Linked DNA regions of Gossypium hirsutum: region 1 is linked to region 2. The links are chromatin contacts, called in public Hi-C maps. All regions are on one chromosome and are shown on one strand. Each heading gives the region's core, a stretch centred on a gene start, on an enhancer-like site or on the middle of the called end of the contact. The rest is flanking DNA. Distances are from core to core; before and after follow the strand shown.

Region 1 (2,700 bases), core at 40-2,539, 150 kb before region 2:
AAATGAGTTGAGTTGGACCCTCATCCATTCTCTCTTTTCTCTCAAAACAACTTTTCATAATTTTAATTACCATCACTTCAAATATTATTAATAAAAAAAGAAAAAGAAAAAAAGAGAGTAAAGTTTGCACTACACTTGCGGCTGTTGAGTAATCAATTCTTCATTATTGAAACTAAGACTTCAATATTTTATTCATAGAATCAACACTTACATGATTGTTGGTATTTTGGGTATTAGATCATGGACTTGATGAAATTATCCTGGTGTTGCCTCATTTATGAAATTAATTACCCAACTTAAAACTTACTATTTTTTTTGAACAGCTAATAATAAGGTTGCCATGGAAAATAAATAAATTAAAATATAAAATAAAAAAAATCTAAAAGTTAATATTATAATTAAATATTTAGCATTTATTTTCATAAAAAAATGAAACAAGTAAAAGTGAAGATTGATAACAAATTTTTAAAAATAAATTTACAACCAACCAGATTTGAGTTTAACATTATAACTTCAAATCTGAAGGGATTCTTAATTTATATTTAATTTTATTTATCCTCCCACCATTGCATTACTACAAGTGAAGTAAATGAAGGTGTTGAATAATGTTAAAGAGTAATAGAAATATTGGTATTTATCAGTTTTGGATGATAAATCCATTTTTAAAAATACCCAGCTACATATTATATAACTTTGGATATTCATAATCACTATAAATTATAAATCATTTCTAATTAAACATATGGTATGTAATTCCAGAACATATATTTACCATAATTGTATACATAAAAGATGAAAAATGACACTATTAGTAATGCCCAACCCATACTAACGTAACATAGTCATTTTAGAAGAGAGTTGGGCGGCTGTAAAAATAAGAAAAAGGGGGTGGATAGGAAATCAAAATTTACTATAATTTTCAAATGCAAAAGCCAAGAGAGCAGAAAAAAGGGCAGAATAGCATTGTTTGATTTGAGTAATTAGGGGCGGAAGTAGTGGGAGTCAACTATGAGAGAGAGTGTGTGTGCATGAATCACGAGATGCCTGCTTTCTTCCTTATTATCCGAGACACCCTTCTTCACCCCTTTTGCATTAAAAAGATTGTAATAACAACAACAAGGTCTCAGGTAACATTCAATGACAAAAAACTAAAGTTTGTTCCAGTGTTACCTAGAGAGACGAAGAACAACCAAATAAAAATAAATGAATCAATCAACTCATGTCTGATAGTCAAACCGGAGAGGGTCCCGATCTTTGCTGTCCAGTCTTGTCTGACGGTCAAGCTTTGACTTCTTCATTAAAATCCAACGGTGGCAGTGGACCCTCACCATGTTTTTATTATGGTCGATGATGGCTGATTGATGATGATGCCTCTGCCCATTTTAAGATATTACCTCTCCACTCTCTTCTGTTTTGCTTTGTCGTTTCACATGCACAAACTACAATTTGCAATTGTTCACCACCCCTTTTCATATTGCATTTCTGCAGTTATGATTCGACAATATTATAAGCCCATATCTTCAACTAACACATAAACAAAATATCTTTTCTAAATTATTTTCATTACCTTCCATAACTGACATATCTTCTGATTGTTGGAGGGGTCTCACCACCTCTACCTTGATTGCAGTTCATCATAATGTCCTTTTGAGTATTATCCTGGGGCTGGACTTGGACTACCAAATTTCTATGGCAATTATGACTTCACCAACTTCACCTCTCCTTTGTTTATTTTGCAAATCCATTTTCTTCAACCATCATAAAGTCCATGCAACTCCTACCACCAATATGATGAGCTCCAAACTACCAAAAATGATCGTCCGCATGAGTACAAATTTTAACTCCATCTCTTGATTGGATGTTAGTCAATACCTAATCACATTTAATACAAGCCCAAATATTTATGTTAAAAACTGCAATAAAACTTTATTCTATCGAGATTAATAATGTGGGATCATTATGAATAATACACTAGGTATGCAAGGGTATATAGGTGTCTCAAAATTCTCGACTCTCAATAGTTTTTATATTTCGAATTACCATAAAGTTTAGAGTTTAGGGGAGATTTTTTTTTAGATTGGATATGTTGTATGCAAAATAGCTTTCACACTTTTTCATAATTTTTAATTATTTTGTTGTAAATTAAAAATTAATTATTAGATTATTTACACATATTTAATCATATTTTATTAGATAATTAAATTTTAATAGCCTTACCGTATTGAATAAATTTTAAATGATATAAAGATAAATTTAATCTTCAACGTTTATATCTTTTGTTAAATTGACCATTATTCTTTCATATTTTAGTTAAACTTGGTCTTTGACCTTTTAAAAATAAGCGAATTTGACTATTAATTTTTCAAAAAGAGTCAAATTATTATTATTATTATTTTTGGTTTCCTAAGGTATCCATTGAAGCAAGCCCAATGACTAATCCTCCGCGTTTTGTAGGCCCATTAAGGAGGTAGATGCTGGTCACGAGTTTCAAAGTTGCTCCATACCCAGGATGAGGATTGAACCCTCAACCACTGATTAAGGTAGGAGAGAAAAATTGTTGTTTTTAATAGGAATACTAACTAAAATCCTAAAATTTTAAACATTGCAACTTGTTTGGCAATTATTGTGTACTTCATGCTATTTTTTTTGAATTTATATGAACTTTTTATATATATTTGAGTTTTAAATTTTTAAATAATT
Region 2 (2,700 bases), core at 25-2,524:
GATTGAGAAAAAAATATATTTATTTTAGATTTTATCTTTTTATCATTCTAAATCTTTTATGTTAAATGGATTTTGTTCAAACAAAATGTTTGGATTTAAAAATGTAAATCCAAACCCTTTTTCTCCTAAATTTTGGTTTTCAAATAAGACATTAGATAGAATATATAAAAGTATAATCAAACCTCAAAATTTTATCTAAATCTAGTTTAATTAATTTTTTCACTCAAATTTTTTGATGAGAACAAACAAAGTTATTACAAAAGTATAATCAAATTTAAAGGAATCCCTAAGTGAAGATCTTCACTTCTATCAAAGGTCAGTTTTACAATATAATCAACTTTTAAATTCTCGAGAGATATATCAATTTCGATTGATAGTTGGATTTATACTACTCATTGAACAATTAAACCTAATAAGTTTTTGTTTAAATGGTTGAATTGAATAACCTGATCTAATTTTAAAAATTACGCTATTCTTGTTTATACAAGTGCCACATGAAACTGACACATAGACTAGGAATGGGATAGATTCATGTTCATTTCAATTATATATGCATGCATTGGAAGAATATAAAGAAAAGTAGGATTTTGTAGTTTTGTGGGCAATAAAGATAAGGACCTAAAGATGTCAAGTTTAGTTGTGTCTGGACGTTGGTACAAGGGCTTACCATTTTTTTTATGAAAAGTAATAAATCTTTATTACTCAAAAAGGTCAACCAGAGCAATACAACAAGGGCTAACAAATTGGGCATAGATCAAAACATAATTTCGGGAAATCAAATTCATTCTAAAGAGTTTTGGATAATTAATCAAAGAAGCAAGATTTACTAAATAATTCCCATCACAAACATTTTTGAAAAAAAAGATATGAAAAAACCTACAAAATCATATTCGTTTCCTCTTCCGAATAATTAAAAAAAACCACTAAGTGTTAAAAATAAATATTAAATTTAAATTATAAAATATATTACTTTAAAACAAACAAATTTTTAAATGATGATAGTTTTTTTTCTCCAACCTCACAAATTAGGAAAAGACAAGGAACAAATAAAGCTAAAAGTCATATATAGATATTCCTTGAGGTTAGAAATAATGAGAAGAAGATTGTACCAAAAAAGATAGAAAAAGAAAACGTCATTGTTTAGTGTTGGCAGAATTAGACAAGAGCCACATGTTTAGGGATTATATGTGAAACAGACACATAGATAGGCTCTTATTAATTTGAATATGCACAGGAGGAATATAAAAAAAGTAGGTTTTTGTAGTTTTGTGGGTAATAAAGACAAGGAATTAAATACTTAAAGTTGCGTTGTGTCTGGACGTCGGTTTTAAGGGCTTACAACATTGGTTGGACGGCTCAAATGCAAGCCTTGACAGTCACAGAGTCCTGTATAGGTCGGTGACTGGCTGCACCCCCCCCCCCCAAAAAAAAAAATATTATGGGTCCCTCTCAAAACATCACTCGTCTCTCTTTGGAACTGTTGCATTTAATTTCGTGATTTTAACACTCACTTTTTGTTTTATACATACCATACCATAATTGTATATAAAGGAATCTTTTTTTACACTGTTTTAGATATCTAAGACACCCAAACTGGGATGATGAGGAAATAAGAGACCACGCTTTGTGGTTGAAGATTTTTAGCTAAGAACAAAATTGCAATAATTTGCAGTGAAAGTGGCAAACAAGTGGGTTGACAACCGCCAAATTGGTCCAGGCCACTAGTTTTATTGGACAAACGTCCCTCAAAAAGAAAAGAAAAAGATATCACTTTGCATGGATCAATCTACTTAAGTGGCCCCTCTTTATGTCCTCAATAATCATATTCTACATATTTATTTATTATTTGGTCATGATTATGTGGATATTTTTAGAATGACTGTTGTATATAATATTTTCAAATAAAATGGTATAAAATTTTGTTTTTATATATTTATAAAGAAACCGTAATTATATATTATAAATACACATTTAGAACAAATTATATAAAGAAAAAAAATTGATAATTAAAAGAAAATTCAAGGTATGAGTGGTGAGATCCAGTGGGTTTAAACTTTTCCATCTCAAATACAAAGGTGTGTTGTTCCGGTTGGAAAAGTGATTTCCATTCGATGTGTTGTTTTGGTTGCTTTAAAATTTTAAAGTCGTGTTCATTTGTAGAGGAATTTAAGTAACTAGTAGTGATACATAAATGCTTTAATTAGAGTTGGATTATTCAATTTTTATTCTAAACAAGTGAAAATTTTCTTTTAAAGCATTCTATGATTCATTTTTATATAAAACAATTTTAAAGTGCAATATACACTTGCTATTCCTGAGATAAAAGGTATTGTATTTTAAAAATAGGGTTTCATGGTATTTTGCATAATTGAAAGAAAATAACTATTTTCAAATCTAACAAATACCGTACAAGCTAAGAATAGTTATTCCATGGATGTCGAAAGCACAAAAGCACAAGCAATCTATGCTAAGAGGTTTGATGATTCAATGGACTTCATTACAAAATTGGAGTTATGAGTTGCTATTGAGAAGAGGTATAAGAATGAGGATGTTGGACATTCCTTGCGAACAGGTATCTGGACTTTAAAACCTAAAAGTGGCGTTCATTTGTAAAGGCACTTAACCACGACTTGGTGCATTATAAATAGATGCTTGAATAATCAAAGTTAGATTATTCAATTTTCATTCCAATTAATTTCT

Evidence for each region. A called contact is a pair of places that touch in the nucleus more often than the background predicts.
Region 1: a Hi-C map of leaf shows a contact between it and region 2, with 4 times the contacts expected there. The contact joins two enhancer-like sites. A contact is called at or near these places in 9 of 34 Hi-C or Micro-C datasets (fibers, hypocotyl, leaf and 1 more).

The regions. Positions count from the first base shown.
Region 1 is chrA10:10,395,565-10,398,264 of Gossypium_hirsutum_v2.1, reverse strand. No RefSeq gene overlaps it. Among protein-coding and RNA genes, the nearest start is that of LOC121208746, 4.7 kb to the right of the region's middle. Within about 2 kb of position 1,289, at least 1 of the 9 cell types and tissues checked has an H3K27ac peak or open chromatin away from gene starts, as enhancers often do. A contact at or near this core is called in leaf, where this site is marked.
Region 2 is chrA10:10,246,660-10,249,359 of Gossypium_hirsutum_v2.1, reverse strand. No RefSeq gene overlaps it. Among protein-coding and RNA genes, the nearest start is that of LOC121208934, 12 kb to the left of the region's middle. Within about 2 kb of position 1,274, at least 3 of the 9 cell types and tissues checked have an H3K27ac peak or open chromatin away from gene starts, as enhancers often do. A contact at or near this core is called in leaf, where this site is marked.